Regions from separate parts of the Muntiacus reevesi genome. Here region 2 is linked to region 1. A link is a contact called in public Hi-C data. All regions are on one chromosome and are shown on one strand. Each heading gives the region's core, a stretch centred on a gene start, on an enhancer-like site or on the middle of the called end of the contact. The rest is flanking DNA. Distances are from core to core; before and after follow the strand shown. Region 1 holds the start of MAP3K7 (mitogen-activated protein kinase kinase kinase 7). Region 2 holds the start of CASP8AP2 (caspase 8 associated protein 2).

What was found. A called contact is a pair of places that touch in the nucleus more often than the background predicts.
Region 2: a Hi-C map of muscle shows a contact between it and region 1, with 6 times the contacts expected there. The contact joins the promoter of CASP8AP2 here to the promoter of MAP3K7 in region 1. A contact is called at or near these places in 2 of 3 Hi-C or Micro-C datasets (blood and muscle).

What each region holds. Positions count from the first base shown.
Region 1 is chr19:55,750,864-55,757,515 of mMunRee1.1, reverse strand. It overlaps MAP3K7 (mitogen-activated protein kinase kinase kinase 7), which reads right to left and starts at 3,436. Exons shown (of 17, transcript XM_065911333.1): 1 at 3,071-3,436. The coding sequence starts at 3,190.
Region 2 is chr19:56,437,134-56,444,157 of mMunRee1.1, reverse strand. CASP8AP2 (caspase 8 associated protein 2) reads left to right here and starts at 2,744. Exons shown (of 11, transcript XM_065911470.1): 1 at 2,744-2,805.

The DNA.
Region 1 (6,652 bases), core at 2,187-4,686:
AACTCAACTCCCTGCTCTACCATGAACTTAGATATGAGGCTTCTGGCAAATCAAACTCTATGACTAGTTGTCAATATCTGTAAAACGGGAGTATCATTTGCCCTGTTTAATCAGGATTAGTCAGTCACAAACTACATTTCATCATGATCACTGTCCTTAAAACTGACTGTGGAAACAGAGCATAAATGCCAGAAAAAGTGTGAAACAGTGTGATTTCATGTTAGAATGGGAAGAAACCTTAAGTTATCTTGTTCAATCTCTCTTTTTACGTGAGAAATCAAGCTCAGAAAAATGAGGTGATTTGCTCAAAGTTACTGAAATACATGATGGCAGAATCAGTGTGGCATCTACATTTTCTAAATACCCAGCCCAGTACACTTTTATTTTAACCACACCACACTGCCTCTATCACTTCTTGCAACCTAGTCCCCAGTGTACAGATACATAACTCACAATTCATTCTAACAGTCAGATCCAGAATGATAAAAGCTAAAATGACTTAAAAAATTAAAAAAATACCTACATAGGTTTCGAATGCTGAGACCTGACATAATTTGATACCAAAACTGAATTTGGAAAGTTTCACACTGATTATTACTGAGTCATGGTATAAGAAATGTAAGGATTAAAATCAGCCGATGCCTTAAAAATATACATCTGTCAAATGAGTGCATATTTGGCCTATGGTCAGAGGATTTTTCCTTATACACAGTTTCTAACTGAAACAATATAATGCTGATTCAATTACACTGCTATTTGAGAAACAATATGATTTTCTTCATTAGTAGGCAATATACTGGTACCATATATAATAATGAAAGCAATGTAATATACTTTTTGTTTTGAGTCATCTTTCTCTGTTTCTCTTATTCATGATTTTAAGCTGAGAGCAGAATCTAAGTTGAGAAATAATGAGCGCCCATGGTGCTGCCTAGATTATATAGTAACACTGCTTTAATGTGAACATAAAGAATATGATGAAAATTATGTAATGGTTTTAACATTAGAAAGATCTAAGTTCAAATCTTTAACATGAAAATAAACTGACTAATAAAAACTGAAAAGAACAAAATTAAAAGACTGCCTAACTTAAGAAAACTTCATCTAGGAACAAAAATATACTCCTCAGCAATGTCCTAAATCTACTAAAGAATAGTTGAAACATCATCTAAACTAAAGGAAAGGTCTTTGGAAACAGAACCCAAATAGGAGGTTAAATAGCTTTGGGGAAAGAGTAGTAAAAGGATAAATGACACCTTACGAATAACCAAGAATGTAAAATGCTTCAGAAAGCAGTGTGGGAAAACTAAGGTTGTAAAAATCAGATGATGTAAGTCTCTGAAAACATTTGGTAGACCACGAAGTACAAGTTATTATTATATAACAATTTGTAGTCTACAAGCACAGCAATTCGCCACAGAGTAGACGTAAATGCTTATTTAAAAACTACAATTCTTTTATACTGACTCACTGAATTTTTATTCTTAAAAAAGAAAGAATGTTAGCCATGAAAGCGAGATCAACTATCCAATTCTGAAAAAAGAATTTATCATAGTCTCAGTAGAAAAAAACACACACAGACACACACAAAACCTCCCCCTCTTCCAAAATACGGGTCCTTCTTTTAGCCATATGACCTTAAAGCAGGTCACAGTTCCTCTCCAGAACTCAGTTCCTAGTAATGTGTGTCAGGCACTGTGTTGGGTATTTTGCACGTACTGCCTAATAAAGTCTCATACAAATAAAATGAGGTCGAAATTATAATCATTTTACAGTTAAGGAAACTAAAGCTCAAAAAGGTTGGTCAGGAAACTTGCTCCAGATCACACAGCTAACAAATGGCGCAGCTGATACACTGAACCTTCATCTAACTCCTAAGGTTTTGCTCTTTCCACTTACATTATCTTGTAAAATGAGGCTGTTTTCAGCCATCTTTAAGATTATTTTAAGCAAGTAAAAATAATCCATTATTCCAAAACATGCATAGAAAAAAAAAAAAAAAACGTTCGTTGAAGGATAATTATCTCACTACTTTTAGCTTACCACTGTCTAAAAGTAATTAAAAATTTTTAAAGTAGAGATAATTCTTTGAGATCTGTAATACAGAACATGCAGGATTCTCGTGGGTGTATGTAATGCAGGGTGCTTAGTAAATTTCTTAAATGATAAACAAATGGTAAATAATAAATACCATTTACAACCAAAGTTTTAACACTTTCTAAAGTGTCTTTAAAATATATATAGCTTTAAGTTTTCTAATTTTTATGGTCTATACAACCAACCTCTGTGCATTGAAAAGAAGCAATGTGCTAAAGGCACATTACCTTGCTCCAAAATAATTTAAATATTGCAGAATAAAGGATGTATTCAGGTTTAATAACAGCGACTTCTGGTCTGACCTCACATTCTAGTTGTCACTGAAATCACTCGTTATTTCTTCAGAATATGCTACCTGAAACATTTTTTCATCCTAAACCTGTCTACATTACTAGTGGTGAAATTAACCTAAATCAGTCTAATTGAAGACTATTAAATAACATTTAACATGACTACTGCTCTATGGAACTGGCGAAACAGAGCTATTCGGTACTTGAGGAAAAACTATTAGACTTCTGGATGTATTAATTTACGAAGCATCCACTGAGCACCCACTGCGTGCCAGATGCTGAGCCAGAAGTCGAACATAAAACAATCCTTGACCCTTAAGAACACCATGTTTTGGAGAACTAAAACTCCAAAACGGCCATGGTCTTTGATCAATTTTACTACTTACAGATTCTAGAACTGGTGGACCAGACGATCGCACCAGTTTATCCTTTTCCGTTTGAGATGACCCAAACTCCAAGCACGAGAGTATTAAATTCAAACTCAAGGGTGCTAAAGTGAGAAAAGAGAGCTACCCCGGAGCAGCTGGACGCGGAGAGCCCCTTTACGCCCGGCCTCGGTGGGGTGTGGGGACTCCAGGGTGGGTCCCAAGAAATAGAGGGACCAGGGAGGCGCCTTTAGAGTCAGGACCAGGCAGAGACCGGGACAGGCCAGGGCCCGAGCCTCCGTGCCGGGCCTCGCTCACCTCTTCCACCTCGATCTCCTTGTAGTCTATCTCTTCAAAGTTGAGGACTTGGGAGGGGGCTTCGATCATCTCACCGGCGGAAGACGAGGAGGAGGAAGAAGCGGCGGACGCTGTAGACATGATCCCTCGCGGAGCCCGGGGGGCCCGGGAAGGCTGCCGCCCGGACAGTCCGGGGGAGACCCGCGCCCACCCGCCTCCGGACCGACCTTCAACCTGGAGCCACGGCGATCCGTGGCGGGGACAGGGACAGCGGCCACAGCCGAGTCCCGGCTCCGGCTCCGCTGCGTTTTCCGCCGCCCGGCCCCGCCCACCAAACTTCCGGTTCCGGCCAGAGATCGGAAACAAGAGGAGGGCCTTGAGATCACGGGAGGGGAGGGGAGAATTCGGTGAGAGAAAGGAGGACAGGTCGGGGGTGGAGTGGGGGAGGGGTGGAGTGGGGGAGGGTGAGAGGCTTGTTTGGACCTGTGGGACAAATTTCGCGAGACCTTTATTAAAGGGCTTCGGCGAAGTGATAATACCGCGAGAACTGACGTGTGACGTAATTAAAACGCGCGAACGGAAGTGGCGCAGAGCGCGGTGGAATCTCTGTACGGTTGGTCCTCTAGGAACCAGCGGGAAAGATAAAAGCTACAGTTTCAACCTTCTTGGTGAAGTATGTTTTGACCCCGCTCCCTTTTCTCTCAGAGACCTGCAAATGGACGGGGTAGTATTGGATTGAGTTTTTGTGAGGAAGCTTACTATTCAGCTTCACTCCGAAGCTAAACTGCACTATTTCCTAAAAAGCCTAAGAAAATGTGTTTTGGTGTTTGGAAGGAAGCGATTGTACTGTTACTTTGAACCAGTCCCTGATGCTGTCAGAGATTCTAAAGAAAATAATACACAGCGAGCCAGCGTATGTAGCCTGAATAATACTATATAGGCTCACGAACAGAAGTTAATTTTAGGTAAGGTAGATATTTATAATTTGGCATAATTTGTCGTTCATTTGAATTTATAGGATGTATTAATGGTACATGTCGGAGTGCAGTGCTTTGTGCTGGATACTTTGCTTTTATGTATCCCATATTTTATCATTAACAGTAGCCTTGCAAATTAAGTATTTTTGTTGCCATTTTCAGGACAGGAGTAAACAGGCTCGGGAGTAAATCAATTATGATTCTCACAAGCACCTAGCTCAGTATATTTCCAAGGTGAAAAGTATTTCCTGTGTTGTACTATCAACACAATTTTTAATTTTAAACTATCTCTTAAACATCAGTCAGTTTGATCTAAAGCCTAATTGGGAAAATTGGAGTTAGAGATGAAGGTTTAAGAATGAAACGTTGTGAAGGTCAAGTTCTGTCTCAGTAGGAGACCAAAAAGGGAACAGTCAGAAAGGAGAAAGTGAGGGGAATGGTGATGGGAATATCAGTGGAGGAGAGTTTTTCAAATAAGAAATAGCTAACCAAATAAATGCTGTACAGAATTAATTTTAACCCATTGGGATTGCGAATAGGTCATTGAATTTGGCAATTAAGAAGTTATGAACTCCTGGAAGACAGTGTGACTCTTTTTTATTTGTAGTTTTAATAACAATGATAATTTGGTGAATGGGTAAGAGAATGGAAGAAAGAATAATTTCTTTCACAGAGCAATCTCTGGGTGATCTTACCCAGGGTATTGACCACTTTTATGATGGTGACTCACAATCTCTCCCAGTTTTCAAGTTTTTCCTGAATTCTGGACCTATTGGACATCTCTATTTAGACATAATTTAGCACATGAACTTTAAGATTCCAAAAACAAATTCAGAAGTTATCACCCACTACGTATATATTCTTTGTGTGCATTTTCTGTCTCCATGAAGGATCTCATTATCTACTCAGTTGTCCAAGTGAGAAATCAGAGCTTTATTTCTATGTGTATTACAATAAAATGATGCTTAATTAGTGCACTAATAACCAGATAGAATGGAGAAGGAAATGGCAACCCACTCCAGTATTCTTGCCTGGGAAATGCCATGGGCAGAGAAGTCTGGAAGGCTACAACCCATGGGATTTCCCAGGCAAGAGTACTGGAGTGGGTTGCCATTTCCTTCTCCAGTTGGACACGACTGAGCAACGGAACAAAAAACAACCACCAAATGAAAGTAAACTAATGGGATAACCATTTTTACCTGTCATTTCTTTACTCAAATTCCCAAACTAGGATGGTCACCTTTTAACCTTGTCCTTTGACTCACAGGTCATATTTACTTTTTCTTTAACACCTTGACCTTAAAACAGTGTATGCTACCAAGTGGGAATTCAAGAGATAACTCTTACGTTTTGGCTGAATGAATAGTTTTGCCAGTCCTAACTTTCGTGGAATGCATGATCTGTTTTCTGTACCTCAGTTTAGAACTAGAATACTGCAGACAAGGGATTAGTCACCATAGTCATGATGGTGTTCTGCTTGTTTCCCCCCCACCCCCCCAAAATTTTGTTATAAAAAATATCGAAATACAGAAAAGTTGAAAGAATTTTACAGTAAACAACCAGATACTTACTGGTAGGATGCTATCATTAACATTTTGCTATACTTGTTTTATCATACATCTGTCTATGCATCCTCTCATGTGTACATCTTTCTTATTTTTTTGGATGCCTTTCAAAGTGAATCTCCCACATGATCTTGAACATCTACCTTAATACTTCTGCTTCTATATTTTATGCACTGATTTGGACTTCTGATGTTGATAGTAATCTAAAATCAATCCTTTTCCTATTTGCTTGCAGTTTTTCTTTTTTTTTTTAAGTCCCAGCTCTCAGCAGTGCTTATTACTCTGGATCTTATCATCCTCAATGTCCAGTGTACCTCTCCCGTTCTGTGATTTGATTTTATGAGTTGATACATTCCCATTTTTTATTTAAGTTGATTCCAGTTGTATTTTTGTTATTTGCAATCAAAGAATCATAAATAATATAGTTTGAATCTAGAGAATTGAGGGAGTGGAATTTGTCTCAGTTCACCTGAATTTTGACTTTGTATTACTTTTAACTTCTTTAACTTTTATGAGTTAAGGATGGAAGCTTAGAGCTCACAATTTCATGTGAACTTCAGTCACTAGTCTATAGTGTCTCCACAAATTTCCAGGGATCCAGATAATCACGATGGTGTAATCACTCATCTAGAGCCAGACATCCAGGAATGTGAAGTCAAGAGGGGGTTAAGAATCATCACTATAAGCAAAGCTGGTGGAGGTGATGGAATTCCAGTTGAGCTCTTTCAAATCCTAAAAGATGATGCTATGAAAGTGCTGCACTCAACATGCCAGCAAATTTGGAAAACTCAGCAGTGGCCACAGGACTGGAAAAGGTCAGTTTTCATTCCAATTCCTAAGAAAGGCAATGCTAAAAAATGCTCAAACTACCACACAATTGCACGCTAGTAAAGTAATGCTCAAAATTCTCCAAGCCAGGCTTCAACAATACATGAACTGTGAACTTCCAGATGTTCAATCTGGTTTTAGAAAAGAGAGGAACCAGAGATCAAATTGCCAACATCTGCTGGATCATTGAAAAAGCAAGAGAGTTCAAGAAAAACATCTATTTCTGCTTTATT
Region 2 (7,024 bases), core at 1,495-3,994, 690 kb before region 1:
CATTAATACTAACAATAAAACTACTGCATGAGTTATAAGATTTCTTTGCAGTTCTTTTTGTCCTTAGAAATATATCCCACTCATGATATACAGTCAGAGCACCGTATTCATATGTCACTTGAAATAAGTGTTTTGTCTATGTGGTTATATTTCTCTTGTGGACACAGTTTCATTACTTAGATTTATTTTCCATTTTAATGTTTTTTCTTCCTGATTTAACTCAGTCTTTTAATATATGAAGCTCTTATATAGTTTATTTTATTTTATTTTTTTCTTCTATAGTTTAAAAGTAAAAGTTTATAAAAAGGCAAAGTTAACACTTTAAATAGGTAAAATATACAGTATATGAATTATATCTCAATGAAACTGTAATTTTAAAAAAGAAAAGCCTTACATATTTCCATTCATATATTTTGCTTTTTTTTGCATAGCAACACTTGAAGGATTAATTAGAACCTAATAAAAAAAGGTACCATGCCGTGCCTGAAGCCACCATTTAATATTTTTATGTGGAAATAATTTTTTATTTAAGTAAGTTCCGTATGGTACATTTGTTTATTAGGTTCTAATTTATCCTTCAAGTGTTGCTATATGAAAACAAACAAAATATATGTATATTCTTTTTCTAATTCTTCCGTTGTTCTTTTATCCCCCTTAACACTGTATCTTCTAGTTACATAAACACCTTCTTCAGAAATTGCTTTTACTTTAGCAAGATTTACAATCATGAGTTCAGACTCCATAAAGGATGTAACTGTTTTACACTACTCTGTTTCCCTAAGAAAAATATTGATTTCTTCAGTTGGCTTCTGTAAGTTTACCAAATTGGCAATGAGATCTTTTGAAGCAAATATTTTTACAGGTAGTTCCCACCTCCCAACCTCACCTTCCTTGCCAGGGCTTAAAGAATCTTAGTTGCAAGATCTTAGTTCCCTCCCTGACCAGGAAATAAACTCAAGCCATAGCAATGAAAGCACAGAGTTCTAATCACTGGACTGTCAGGGAATTTCCCAAGGAAATACTTTTAAACCGAATACTGCTTTCTGCTCAATGTAAAGTATTTATGAGAGTACCAGTAAAAACGAGAGACTTTATAAGGCTTAAATGATAAGTTTATTCTTTTCTGGAAGATAATTTTGCCAGAAACCTTTATTTTTGAGGCACATATGCTGTGTTCTCAATAATTTTTCTTTGATGACTGCCATCAAGTACTCATGCTGAAAACCAGTATTCAATCAGTTGCTATGTTTTATCACTTTCATCTCCTAAATAGTCTAAAATCAATTTCCTAGGCTACCTGCCATCTCCCTCATCTTCTCTGGATCACTGCAACAGCATCTCAGAATCCTCCTTCTCAAGGCCAACAGAGCTTACTGAATGTAAATCAGATCACCAGCACCCCAACCTTAAAAACGTTTGGTGGCCCGCCCATGCCTCATCTTTAAAAGTAAATTCCAAGCTCTGCGACAAGTTCTTATGGGGCTTCAAGGTCTGATCCAAGCCTCTCTCCCCAGCCTCACCTCACCCTTTTATGTTAAAGCAACGACGTATGCCTTGTGATTGCACACCTTCTACCCTTCCAGTTTCCACTACCTGGAAAGCTACCTGGCTAACTTCTCTTCAGAAGCGACGGTGGTTGGGGAAGAGTCTGCTGCTGCTAAGTCACTTCAGTTGTGTCCGACTCTGTGCGACCCCATAGACGGCAGCCCACCAGGTTCCCACGTCCCTGGGATTCCCCAGCCAAAAACACTGGAGTGGGTTGCCGTTTCCTTCTCCAATGCTAGAAAATGAAGAGTGAAAGTGAAGTCGCTCAGTCGTGTCCGAATCTTCGCGACCGCAAGGACTGCAGCCTACCAGGCTCCTCCACCCATGGGATTTTTCAGGCAAGAGTACTGGAGTGGGGTACCCTCGCCTTCTCCATGGGGAGAGTCTAGGAAACCAGTATTCTTTCTAAATATATTCACCCAAATGAGGACTTTTTGAAAAACTTTAAAATATACAATAAATTGTTAATGACAGTCGCAAGCTGTTAAAATGGACAAACAGGAGGAAAGGACTAGGGCTCAAGATCACATCTCTAGATGAGGTAGCAGCGAAAGCTGGCTTTATTTCCCCACCGGTCAGTGGCACAGGGCCAGCCTCTGGGGGTTAGACCCTACAGGTGCCTCTGATGCCCGCAAGTTCTAAGAGATAATTCTGGTAGCCTGACTCTAAAAAGCGCTGCTCTCTCTCCCATCCCACTTGACTGGTACCCCCTCGGTACCAGCTCCCCGGGGTAAACTGCTTAGCCTGCAGTCAAGCGTCTGAGGGCAGCGCACAACAGCCTTACTCGTCGTCATCACTTCAGCGCCCAGCGCCTGTCCGGCACGCGGTTGGCAACCAGTCGAATTAACTGAACACAGAACCAAATAAATTAGTCGAATTAACAGAACAAAGACCTAAGTAAATGACAGTGCCTTCTCAACTATTGCTTTTCCCTTTCATGAAGGAGCTCCCGGACCCCGCCCCACCTCAGCCAAGGTTCTGCCCCTTCCATAGCGAAGCCCCGCCCCTTCTTCCCCGCCAGGGCAGGCCCCGCCCCTCTGCCTCAAACACGCGAGTTTGGCGCCAACCGTGCTTTTTTTAATCCCTCCCAAAGGCGGGAACTATTAATGTGCGCCGAGGACGTGCTTTGCGTCCGATCCGATTGGCCGTGGGCGCTCAGTCCCGCCTCCGGGTGCTAGTAGCGAGCTGGCATTGGTGGAGATGCAGGGAGACCAGGGTGTCCAGAGAGGATCCCAGGCTGCTTTGGGCCAGGCGGGGCGGGTAAGTTCTTCTGGGGGTCCGGTCTGCGCGGAGCTTCTGGGAAGAGTTTGCATGGCGCGGTAGTCCCCGTAGCGGAGGATGACTGCGTCCGGGGATCCAGGGAGTTGAAGGGAGCAGCGGAGTCGGTGGGGGTTGGCGTGCGTCTGATGTCCGGGGCCCCCAGGAAGCCGCGTTCCTCGGATGCAGCTTCTGGGCTTTCACTTCAGATCCCTCTATGGTCCTTCGAGAGAATTCGGGAGGTGGCGGGGGCGAGGACTAGCGCAGGTAGGAATTGTCCTTTCGACCACTCTTCCTGCCCCTCCCCTCCAAAACCTCTCTCTCCTTGGAATTGTCCTTTCGACCATTCTTCCTTCCCCTCCCCCCCCAAAACCTATCTCTCCTTGGAATGTACTCGTTCGGATGCGATTCTCTGGAGGAGTGGGTCTTTCCTGTGTCTGGTGATCATTGATGTAGTTTGTTTGTTTCGGCCACTGTTATACCCAGAGAAGTTGTTTACCTTAATCTCTACAGGTATAAGACTCTTTTCCTAACACAGAGTAGATCCTAAGTCAGATGTGAATGTATAATTCGTAGAGTGTCAAGATTTGCGCTTCAGACATCAACTTGCCATTGATTCTGATTCTTCCCTGCTCTTTCCCATTCTTTACAGCTCCAGCTCCAAACCTTGTCTGTCTTGAAGGCTCCTCCTCCATCTCACTCAGGGCTCTTTTGATTGGAGGGGGGACAGAGGCCTTCAGGGGAAGAGTCCCTCTACCCCAATTAGTTCTAGCGTTTCTTGCCATTTTGCAAGAGATCACCCATTAAAAAAATTTTTTTTTTATATTCTTCTCTCTAATGAATATTCTTGGTTTTGTCATCTGGCTTTAGAGACAGTTGGGTTCTAATCCCAGGTCTCCCTTTACCAGCTGTTGGACCTTGAGGCAAATTTCTCTTATCTATTTCTGCATCTGTAAATTGGAAAAAATAATAGTCTGTACCTCATAGGACTTTGGGAGGATTTAAGATAAATTAATAATGTATTTAAGAGCATTTAGGTCAGTGGCTGGCACATAGGGTACAGTATATATGGTGTTTGTTATTCTTTTCCCCGTACATCATTTTAGGGATCTTGCTATATTTGATTAAGCCTTTCCTGTGAGCCTAAAGATACCCTTTCCCTCTCCCCTGACTATTTGTCTACAGATATTTTTGTTTTTCTCTACAAATGTTAATTTCATTCCCTTGATTTTTTTTTTTCTTAAAGGAAACCTCCTTCAGACTGTCTCTTAAAGACATCCTATCACAAAAGCCTAGGTGATCCTTCTCTCATCTGCTTTGCCTTCACATTTGAATTCATTGGGATTGTTCCTCAAAAGATTATGAGTGAGCTTGCGACTCTTTTCTTTCATCATCATGGTTCTCAACTTTAAAAAGTTTGCCTCTACACTTTGGTGCAACTCTCCTATCAGAAACAATTCTCATTGTATATTGAGACACTCATTTGAAGAAAGATGAGAGCAAATGTGAAAAATCCTTCTTCCCAAGAGATACTGATACATAATTCCTCCTCTTCTGTTTCCTGTCTTCCTTTTCAAGAGAATCACTGGTCTTTGTAACTTCAAGAGTGCTCTCAGCTATAGCAGTTGCTTTACAATGTTGTGTTAGTTTCTGGTATACAGCAAAGTGATTCAGTTTTATATATTCTTTTACTCTATACATTCTTTTTCATGTTATTTTTCATTATGCTTCATTACAGGATATTGAATATAGTTTGCTGTGCTATAGGACTGTATGGTTTATCTATTTCATATATAGTAGTTTGTATCTGCTAACCCAAACTCCTGATTTATCCCTTCCCCCCACTGCTTTTGCCCTTTGATAACTATAAACTTGTTTTCTGTGTCTGGGAATCTTTCTGTTTTGTGAATAAGTTCATTTGTGTCATATTTTACATTCCATATGTAAATGATTTCATATGGTATTTGTCTTACTCTTTCTGACTTAACTTCACTCAATATAACAATTTCTTGGTCTAGCCATGTTGCTGAAGATAGCAATATTTCATTCTTTTTTATGACTGTGTAGTGTTCCATGGTATATGTATACCACATCTTTTTTATCCATTCACTTGTCAGTGGACATTTGGATAGTTTCTAATCTTGGCTGTTGTTCAGTTCAGCTCAGTTGTGTCCAACTCTTTGCAACGCCATGAACCGCAGCACGCCAGGCCTCCCTGTCCACCAACTGCCGGAGTCTACCCAAAAACCCATATCCGTTGAGTTGGTGATGCCATCCAGCCATCTCATCGTCGGTCGTCCCCTTCTCCTCCTGCCCTCAATCTTTCCCAGCATCAGGGTCTTTTCAAATGAGTCAACTCTTCGCATCAGGTGGCCAAAGTATTGGAGTTTCAGCTTCAACATCAGTCCTTCCAGTGAACACCCCGGACTGATCTCCTTTAGGATGGACTGGTTGGATCTCCTTGCATCCAAGGGACTCTCAAGAGTCTTCTCCAACACCACAGTTCAAAAGGATCAATTCTTTGGTGCTCAGCTTTCTTTATAGTCCAACTCTCACATCCATTCATGACTACTGGAAAACCTTGACTAGATGGACCTTTGTTGACAAAGTAATGTCTCTGCTTTTTAATATGCTGTCTAGGTTGGTCATAACTTTCCCTCCAAGGAGTAAGCGTCTTTTAATTTCTTTTTTTTTTTAGCATCTTTTAATGTCATGGCTGCAGTCACCATATGCAGTGATTTTGGAGCCCCAGAAATAAAGTCAGCCACTGTTTCCAGTGTTTCCCCATCTACTTGCCATGAAGTGATGGGTCCGGATGCCATGAGTTTAGTTTTCTGAATGTTGAGCTTTAAGCCAACTTTTTGACTCTCTTTCACTTTCATCGAGAGGCTCTTTAGTTCTTCACTTTCTGCTGTAAGGGTGGTGTCATCTGCATATCTGAGGTTATTGATATTTCTCCCGGCAGTCTTGATTCCAGCTTGTGCTTCCTCCAGCCCATCGTTTCTAAACAGTAGCAGTTATGTCTTGTCTTCGGTGCTATATACTGTTTAGACATCTTGTCGTGAATGTCCTACAGATAATTCAACGTGTCTTCTTTGGATCTCCATTTCAATTAAAAACATGACTACCTTTTTACTGAAGCTAGGAACTGAAGAGTTGTCTTTAGCAAATTGGGATTTTGATTATTTCAGCAAATATTTTTTTTACTACCTACCAACCTGTCAGACTCTGTGCTAAGAGCTGGGGATACAATGGGAAACAGAACAGACCAGGGCCTGGTCTTGGTAGAGCATATAATCTAGTGGATGAGACAGATATTTCTCTAGGATTCCCACAAAAATGTAATCATAAACTGAAAAGAGGCCATGTAGAGAAAGGACACAGTGTTATAAGAATATTTAACAGATGGTTAAATTTAACAGGTGCTTCTCTGGTGATTTCGACAGTGAAGATCTGCCTGCAATGCAGGAGACCCAGGCTCGATCCCTGAGTTGGGTTGAGTCATGTCTGACTCTTTGCGACCTTGTGGAGTGTAGGCTGTCAGGAATCTCTTGCATTGCAGGTGGATTCTTTACTGCTGAGCCGCTGGGGAAGCCCGTAAGCCACAGTATCAAGAGGAATTGAGTGAAGGAGGGCAGTGAGAAAAGAGCACTCCCTGCCGAGGCTCTGTGGTGGGAAGAACAGACTCTTCTAGGAGCTGAAGGAAGGCCCTTAGGATCAGAGCAGAGACTCCCGGAGAATGGGGGAGGATGATGGAGACTAATACTGCAGCTTCCCCAGTGGCCAGTGGAAAAGAATCCGCCTGCAGTGCAGGAGACCCTGGTTCGTTCTCTGGGTCAGAAAGATGCCCTGGAGAAGGGAATGGCAACCTGCTCCAGTATTCTGGCCTGGGGAACCCTATGGACAGAGGAGCCTGGCGGGCTACAGTCCATGGGGTCGCACAGAGTCAGACATGGCTGAAGCGATGGAGCACACAGAAGCTGGCTCACTCGGGGCTTTGTGAGCATGCCTATGACAGATGTGTGTTCTAACCTAGGGTCAGCTGGAAGCACTGAAGAGTTTTAAACACAGGAGGGAACATGGTCATATTTGCATTTTGAAAAGACAGCTCAGGCCGTGGTTTTGAAATGGGTAGTGCTGGGTACTTGAATGCGTGCATGCTAAGTTGCTTCAGTCGTGTCCGACTCTCTGCGACCCTCTGGACAGTATCCTGCCAGGCTCT